Regions from separate parts of the Mus musculus genome. Here region 1 is linked to region 2. A link is a contact called in public Hi-C data. All regions are on one chromosome and are shown on one strand. The core of a region is the stretch at or near the end of the contact, and the rest is flanking DNA. Distances in the headings are between cores, read along the strand shown. Region 1 overlaps Gm36920 (a long non-coding RNA gene). Region 2 overlaps 1700025G04Rik (RIKEN cDNA 1700025G04 gene).

Evidence for each region. Hi-C and Micro-C count contacts between places; a contact is called where the count stands out from the background.
Region 1: a contact with region 2 is called in a Hi-C map of the N1E-115 cell line, with 2.8 times the contacts expected there. The contact joins two enhancer-like sites. A contact is called at or near these places in 1 of 484 Hi-C or Micro-C datasets (the N1E-115 cell line), 1 of 115 datasets of contacts at active chromatin or transcription factors (stem cell-derived neural progenitor cells) and 2 of 9 other capture datasets (adipose tissue and liver).

Annotation. Positions count from the first base shown.
Region 1 is chr1:152,212,717-152,217,066 of GRCm38.p6, reverse strand. Gm36920 (a long non-coding RNA gene) reads left to right here. Exons shown (of 8, transcript XR_001779484.1): 8 at 2,287-2,759. Among named protein-coding and RNA genes, the nearest start is that of Gm36920, 75 kb to the left of the region's middle. Within about 2 kb of position 2,481, at least 7 of the 459 cell types and tissues checked have an H3K27ac peak or open chromatin away from gene starts, as enhancers often do. A contact at or near this core is called in the N1E-115 cell line, where this site is marked.
Region 2 is chr1:152,050,346-152,054,910 of GRCm38.p6, reverse strand. The region is part of intron 1 of 1700025G04Rik (RIKEN cDNA 1700025G04 gene); the gene reads left to right. Among named protein-coding and RNA genes, the nearest start is that of 1700025G04Rik, 38 kb to the left of the region's middle. Within about 2 kb of position 3,025, at least 10 of the 459 cell types and tissues checked have an H3K27ac peak or open chromatin away from gene starts, as enhancers often do. A contact at or near this core is called in the N1E-115 cell line, where this site is marked.

The DNA.
Region 1 (4,350 bases), core at 1,232-3,731, 160 kb before region 2:
TAGTTCTAGGGTATACACCATTCTCATTAACAATTTGTAGCTGTTCAATAAGAAAGTCACCTAGACAGGGTGGTGCATGTCTGCAGTCCCTGAACTTGGAAGGTAGAGGCAAGAGGATTAGGAGGTTAAGCCTCTCCTAGGCAATAAGGCAAGTTTAAGAAAAGCCCAGGCTACATGAAACATAGTCTTAAAATAATAATAAAGATACATTTCTTAAGTTCTAGAATCTTTGGAACTTGAACAGAGGCTGGCCCAGGGGATCCATGAAGTTTTTACTGACCTGAGTTTTCTGCCTTTAAAGGGTATGCTTCATCCTTCAGCTGGCTTTCCTCATGGACTCACCATGATTCTAGCAATTTTACGTTTCCCATCCAAGACTACATCATGTGGGAGAGGCTATTTCTCTTCTAAGCATTTTAATACAGGTCTCAGAGCCATCTCTGAATCTTTGGCAGTGGCTAGGCAGCAGGCTGTGCTAATTGGCTTAAGCAAGTGAGAGAGTCCTGTCTGGAGCTATGGATGAGTTCATTTTCTCCCGATATATCCAGCATGAGGCATTAGGCAATGACGAATATAGAAAGAATAATTTGGATAGTGTTGGGAAAGGTGCAGGGGAGAGAGTAGTGTGTGAGAGAGTAGTGGTAGAATCACTCAGACTTATGGCTGTAGCTTTGTTCGCTTTTGATCCTGTCCTATGACCCAAAGCCTGTCCTGCCACACAGTGCTGTGCTCGTTTAAGGTTCCAGCTGAGCTCCCAGACACATCTTTTTTTTTTTTTTTTTTTTTTTTTTGGTTTTTCGAGACAGGGTTTCTCTATGTAGCCCTGGCTGTCCTGGAACTCACTTTGTAGACCAGGCTGGCCTCAAACTCAGAAATCCTCCTGCCTCTACCTCCCTAGTGCTGGGATTAAAGGCGTGCGCCACCACGCCCACGTTTTTTTATCCAGAGTCTTTACATCTCTCTCCAGAACTCTGCCTTCGCTCCATCTTTCCCTCTTTTCTTTGTCATGTCCTGACATTCTGTTTCAGTTTGATTCCACCCTTCAGGCTGTTTCACTACTACCACCACCAGTCCTCCCCCTGGCAGGGTTGTTCTAGGTCCTGACAAGTCTTCTCTAGCCATCTGCTAAGTCCCCTTTCCCTATGGTACTTCCACATAGTTTCATTCTCATGCATCCGTTGAAATGAAACTCAGGTAATAAAGTTCATGCCACAGGTCAAAGAAATGGCACTAAGAGCAGGTGCCATGTGTCCAGGTTATGTGGACACCAAGCTGTGTGTGTCCTGCAGAAGTGCCTGTGATAGGGCTCTTCCACTGTAACACCAATGGCTCCAAACTGGCTTTAAAAAAAAACAAAAAAAAAAACAAAAACAGAAACAAATCAGTTGGAACTCAAATGCTGAAGTCTTGAGTTTAGGGTCTTAAATCCAAACCATGAAGTTAATAATGAAACTCAGTCACATAAGAATCTAACACAACTCTATGTGTACAGATATCTCAGTAAGAACCGTCCTTGCAAGTAGAGACACTTATTTAATTCTGAGGACTGGAAATACCCTTCTAAGTTTCTTGCACATCTCTGAGATTTGGTAATCAGATATGAACACATTTTAATAATTGTAGAACAATTTCTAAGCATTGTTCAAAACTTAACACCACCACCACCACCACCACCACCACCACCACCACCACCACCACCACCACCACCATCTACAAAGTGATCCATCTAGATAATCCAATTTGGAGTCACTTCAGCCAGTATTTTTTTTTCTAAGAACTCTTCCCTGTCATTTCGAAACAATTATCTAAAAAAAAAAAAAAATCTATTTTAGAGACATAGTTAGAAATAATAGGAGTCAAGAAAGCTACCAGAAAGAACAGATTGTTACTTCTTATGAAAAACGAATGCTTTAAAAACTTTTTCTAGTCAAAATATTAACAAAAAAAATTGTCCAGCCTCAAGGAGTTGCACATGTCTCTGCCAGACATTTGTCTGCCAATGTTGATACAACTATTTGGGATCAGTATTGTACAAAAGAGAAAAAAATACAAAACGAAAACTTCATAACTCCATCAAGACAGTGTTGTTAAATGGAAGCTTGGATGAGTGGATGAATGGATGGATGGATAGAGAGAGAGAGAGATGGATAGATGGGTGGATGGGTGGATGGGTGGATTGCAGGTGGATACCCAATTAAACAAAAGAACTAAAATACTAACGGTGGAATTTAGGTGGTGTGTTTATGAGTGCTTACTGTAATTATTTCAATGTTTCTATACACTTAGAAAATTTCAAAACCAAGATGTGCATTTGAAAAGTGATGTTGAATCCTAAGGAGAAGGATGGATTGGGAGAGCTCACTGCTCACGCTGCAGAGATGGACAGACAAGGAGGGCATTCATGGCTCATGCTGCAGACAACTGGAGAGAATGCTATAAACCAGGCATGGCTGGGTAGGGCTGGCATCTCTCACTGCACAGAACAATGGCTGGACATGAGACAGACTCTGGGAGTGATTGCCAGAGATGAGTGATCAACACAGTGAGTGGAGGGTCAGTTCTTACCATGTGTTCCTCCAGGGCAGCCAGGGTCCCCACTCTCCTAATTCTCTAGCAGGGAGGGAAGAAAATGCTTTGAACTGTAAGCACGTTGTCTAGATTCTGTCCTTTACCTTTTGTGACAGGCTTAAAACTGTGTGTGTGCGTGTGTGCGTGTATGTGTGTGTGTGTGTGTGCACGAGTGCACCTGTGCTTGTGTGTGTGCGTGTTTGTGTGTGTGTGTGTGCATGTATGTGCATGTGTGCCTGTGTGCACACATGTGAGTACATGTGTACATACTTGTGTGTGTATGTGTGCAAGCTCTTCCCTTTTCTAGGAACAATCTTCCTGGATTTTCTAGGAACCTCAACTCTCCATCAGTTCATGTGGACTCAGAGTGCAGTCCTACTGGAAAAAGGCATGGACACATGACACTACCGAGGCCGGGGTGCACTCTCTCGGGTAACTTTGATCTTGAGTGATCAGCCTTGGATGGAAAACTGTTGGCACTGAAACCATGGAAGGCAGGAAGAATGCATGTAATAGTCGCTGCTGCTTTTAGACCTCTCTGTGTTTCTATAATTTAACTGAGGACTGTTTCCATTGCTTGGGAAGAACGCTGACAGGACTGAGGTAGTTCCCACTTATCTTGCCAGGGTTCAAATCCACAGTCTTGTATGTTCTAAGCATATGCTGTGCCACTGAGCTATAACTAACCCAACCTTTTATATAAGGTGACAAAGAAACAAGACAGAAAAATATTACTGAATTGTAGCTACATAGTCCTATATCTGAAGCTGATCGTGCAAGATAAATTGTTAAGCATGGTTTCCTTCACCCACATCAAAACCATGCTCTCCAGTCCTTCTTCTGGATTGGGGTTCTCATTTGTAATATTACTTGTTAAGACACTGTTACTGTTGAAGTTCAAAGACCTTAGCTTTGTCTGTGTTTGCCCAAATGTTCCTGCTTCATGTCTCAAGGGTCTGCTCTTTCTCTAGCCTCTCCACCTTAGTTTTTGAGACAGGATCTCTTACTGAATCCACAATTCTCCATTTCAGCTATATTGGCTTACCAGCAATCCCTAGGGATCCATAGCAAAACAGACATTGATGTCATAATTCTCGGACCCTAGATTGATCCTCTCCTCTAGGAAACATTTTCAAGATAGTCAGCAACTTTTGAGAACCTTCACACAGATTTTCTGCATTTTCTGTTTGTGTCCTGGCTAGACTTTCAACACTTTTAATTTATCTATTTATCCATGCATAACATTAATTATTGACAAAGACAGTCAGGTTACATCACAATATTAATACTTACCATTGTCACCATACCAACTAAGGTCCATAGCTAATTGATCTTCATCTTGCCTTCCATGTGCATGCATCCCAATCTCTGTTACTGTTAATAAGTTGAGTACCACATCATATATTATCTCCATGCTATTTTCCTATATCAAAGAGATTCAATGTATTCATTAAATATATTAGCAATTTGTATCAGTTTCCTGTTGATGCTGTGATCAATTACTACATATTACTGGCTTAGAACAACTCCCATTTATTATCCTATATAGCAAAAAAGTCACTAGGCAAAAACTAAAGTTTCATCCTTCTTGGAGTCCTTAGGGGTAATAAATATCCTTGATTTTTCCAGACACTGACTTCAGATGCTCGTGGTTCCTTTCTGCTTTCAAAGATGGGAATGGCTCTCAACCATTCTTCTAGAGCATCACTGATGCTATTGCTTCTAAACCCCTCTTCATTTTTAAGGACACCTTTGATTCTATGGCGCCTATCTGAAAAGCCA
Region 2 (4,565 bases), core at 1,776-4,275:
TTAACACTGTCACTTTGACTTAAGAAGTGGTTGTCCTTACTGTAGATGGCCTTGCCACACAGCTATGTATTTAGTGGCAAAGCCTCATGGTACGGCTTTCAGCAGTGCTCGGCAGGCAGTAGTTGCTCAGGACTGAAAGGCGTGGTGGTCTTACTTTCCATCCCTTTAATTTGACCAAGATCCCTTTCTTCTCATACATCGCTCTCTGGTAGGATTTGGTGCAGATTACACTCGTTAGGTTGTAAGCATCTTGAAGGCAGAAACCACACGTAGCACGGGTCCCCTAATAGCACAGCTGAGCGATTAAATGCATGAATTGCTTTGATCCTGTTACAGAAAAACAGCTCTGTGGAGTGTCTCATATCTAGGACTTCCAGGCATGCACTGCTAAGTTTGAAGCCTGCCCCTGTCACCCATTGCATACACGTCTTATGCACATTATTTATCTTCCACTTCCTTGTTTATTTAATGGGGATAATATATTTATTATAAAAACCAAGGAGATAATGCCTATCAGCGGCTCAACAGAATGTTTGGTTTGTAATGGGTCAACACTTTCAATTATTTTTAATGAATTATTGCTAAAAGATAGGGACTCTGCCTCATGTCAGAGGTGTAGAGATCAAGATTGCTTTCTCATTGAGGAACTTCACATATCACAAGACAGACTGTCAGCGGATACGCCATAATTACGTACAGTAAGTTACAGTAGACAGAGTTTGGGTAAACTGCAGGAAAAGGAGAGTAGCCGGCTCTTTGGTAGGGCAGATAGGTAAGTTGGGTTTTGACAGATGAATGAGAACCGTAAGACAGAGCAGGAGAGGAGAAGGGTCCGCAAACGCCAGGATGGTGGACTGAATTGAACAGGGAATAGGAAGTCATCGAAAGTTACTGAGTGGGAGGGTGACATCAACAGAGCTGTCCTTTAGGGAGATTAATCTGACAAAAATATGTAGGATGAGTTAGTGGGGAGAGAAGCGAGGAAATAAATATCACATAGACCTTTAGCAGAACCTCCTACACGGGATAGAAATCCACTCCGCAGCAGCCCGTACAGATGGTCATCCAGATGATGCCTGAATCGCCCAGCAATGGGAAGTTCACTACCCCGTTAGGCATCTCTCTCTTCACCATCTCTCTTCTTCCCTCTTAACCATCCATGAATCCACCAGGAAGCCCCTTAGGAGACTAAGTACTGGGAGTGTGGAGCTGGTATCATAGTCTTGCCTTTGCGAATCTCACAATGGTTTTGTCCGTTACCGAGTAGTCCTGACGACAAGGGGCGTTTCTTTCCAGCATGGTCCTGAATCTGCTCATCTTGAACCTCTGCCTCATTTCCCCCTCATCGTGTGCCCTCAACTGCGTGTGCATCTTTCTTTCAAGTTCACAAACGTGTGTCAGGGAACTTTCTCTCTTCTCGGTGGGTAATCAGCTCCTTTATGGGAGACTCATAACTTTACAGATTTGTAAAGTTTAAGAAGTTCTGGAGCTGAGTGAGGCTTTGAAGTCACTGAGAACCTGTATCTCGGCCCTCGTCACTCTAGGGTGAGATTTGAGTCACAGATGAGTTGTGACTTGCCTCAGATCGTATAGCTGCCAAGTGACTAAACTAGGTCAAGAACTCAGGCTTCCCAGTGTCCAGACTTGCAAGGCTCTTAAGTTGTCTGCCTCGTAACCCCCTCCTAGATGTCCCACACATTTTTAATATCTCTCAAAAGTCTGGAAGCAGGAGCTGAGTGTCCTGATGCAGCTGTGTTCTGATCTGGATGGAGGACTGAGTTAGAGTCATAGAGGCCATCAGTGGGATGCTGCAGCATCATGACAACCCCAGGCCTGGCTAGTCTCATCCCGTTTCTCAGTGGACCCTGCGGGTGAGTTTGTTGGGCTAGTCTCAAGAAGGCAAAGCTGAACCTCATAGGAATCAAGTGCTTTCTAACCCTCGGCTGCTGAGCTAGTGTACGTGCTGGGAAGAAAGCGTTGGTTTCGATGTCAGTTCATCCTTCCAGAGTTTCTGAGAGCTCCAAATGGAGATGTACTAAGCGAAGCACAATATTTGTGACCCCGTGTTGAATGGCAAACGACAGATGCTTAGGCCTTTGTTCCTTGAGTGGGGCAGGTGCTTTCCAGGTTGTCCCGGCACTAGCTCTGTGGCCAAGGGTTAGAAAGCACTTCACCCCTATGCTGTTCAGGCTTCTTGAGAGGGGCTGGTTTTCTTGGCTGTGTCTTATGGCTCTGTCCTTTGTGGGTGGATGGTGGAGGGGGCAAGCTATATTCTTAGAAGTCAATCAAGATGTGAACTAGGCCAGTGCGTGTGGAGCCACTTGAAGACCAGCTCGTGGACGCTAATGCTAATCCTTCCTTCTGAAATAAGGATGAGGCCTGTCTTGCCTGTGAGTTCCTGCTGGATGTCTGTCCTGTGTGGTCACTTTCCTTAGGCTTTGTGTCTGTGAGGAGAGCCCTGCTTCCCCCTTTACCCCCCACCACACACCACACACACACACACACACACACACACACACACACACACACACACACACACTTTGTTACTAGCCTTTAAGGGCAAGGCCAAAGGCCACTTTTGAAAAACAACTCCTATTTTCTGGATTAGAATGAACTTTTCTTGCCAGTACTTGTTCTAGCAAGCGTGTTTACATGCTTATGTGGAAACCCTTATCACAGCCCCGTAAATGTTTGCATTACCCAGATATGCCCCCACAGCCCGAGAGTTCCTTGAGAACACAGGCCAAAAGAGGGGTTCAGTCTTACAACCCCCTCCTTTGCCTGATCCTGTAGAGAGGTCAGAGTATGCGTCAGTTGCATCTGGTGTTGAACATCCCTCCCAGATTCACGTCCTGGGCAGCTCTGCTGGTTTCCCTCTGGCGTCTTCCCCATCAAGATAAAGATCTTGGAAAGGACGGGGACCAAGGGCAGAGCCAAGGAAAAATGTGGCCTCGAGGAGTGCTTCCTCCACGTTATTATCAGAGCATGAATGAACTTGGTTGCTGTTATGTAATTGTGAACCCTCAGACCCGGTTGTGATTCTTGTCTTTCCATTCTGACTAAAAGGGCCAGGATTGATTGCTGCAGGGACTCTTCTAACACGGGGGGCCTTCTATCCCCGTATCTCTCAACCCCCCAGTTCTACACACACAGCCAATGTGGCCCCTCTCAGAGCCTGAATGATCTACTGCTCCCCTGCTGCTGTGATCCCTTCAGTTCCAGGCCCCATTGCAAAGGCTTGGACTTCTCCTTAGCCCGCCTTGTTGGTCTGGTATGCTTTGTTCCTGCCTCCTAGCCCTTTTCACCACCGAGCCTGACAAGCTTTCTTCTGGGACTGTCTTCTGCTAGCTTTAATTTTCTAACCCTGTCTTGATTCTTGGCTTTAGTGCTGTTTGGTTCCGGAAGTCTTGCCCGATGGCTTCTCTCACAGCATTCAGCACTATCCTTTCTTAACGCCGATCCATCTGTATGCTTCCTAATTCATTTAAGCCCTGTCTGTCCTCTTCTGTTGTTGTGTTAAATGCAAGGACCGTGGGAAGAAAACAATTTGCTGTGGATTAAGGTTCTAAAGGTCTAGATGTGCAGGTGAACAGGAAACTGATTGGCTATGCTCCAGACAAACCTAGGAAGCCGTGTAAGCTAACTGGAAATGGAGCAAGCTAAGGATTCTCCAAGCCCGTCCTTAGTGATGTCCTGCTTCCTTCTTCTAAAGGTTCCACAACTCCCTTACACATCAGCACCAACTGGGGACCACGTGTTCAAGCACATGAGCTGGATGGGGGACATTTCTCATTCAAAGAACAGCACTATCCCTTAGCTCCAAGTTTTCCCAGGAGAGGCCTTGTCTGTTTCCTAGCAAGACCTACTGTGTGCTCCTCACACAGTGGGCATGTCTCAGTTCCCCCATTCAAGTGGTCCTGAGGTCTGAGTATCTACCTGTTGACTTGGGTTCTTCACACAGATAAACCACTAGGGATATAACCTTTAGCCCAATGAGTGAATGGCCCTCTGGGAGTAGAGATGTTGGCTGAGGTATTCAAAGGGCTGGTACAGGTGTGTCAAGAACATTCTGTTTGAGCTGAGTTCGGCTTGTAACTTGCTATATAATGCTTCAGGTGTCAAGACTCTTGACACCCCAAGTGGACCAAACTCTTGCTGCTCCCTAACAGCTCTGTCAGAAGCAGGGTATATAAGTTAACTTGACATGATATTCTTAGTGAATCCCTGGGATTATAAAAATCTCTGCTAAAGTTCCGTTTTAGCTTTGACAGAAACCTGGCCACTGCCTTAGCTTTCTGAATCTATCCCCACTTGAAGAGAGAGAGAGAGAGAGAGAGAGAGAGAGAGAGAGAGAGAGAGAGAGAGAGAGAGAAGAAAGCTGACCTGTCAACTCGTGTTTGCAGCAGCTTTGTGAACTCTGTGTTTCCCCAAAGATTCCCACAGAGGCTCCGAGGGCGGGATCTCCTCCTCTGTCCTCTACTGCCTCCCACCCCTCTTAGATGTTTCTTGTTGTTTTCCCTTGTTCTTTTCACTGGCAAGCCAGGGAGGGAAGTATTTTAGGGTAG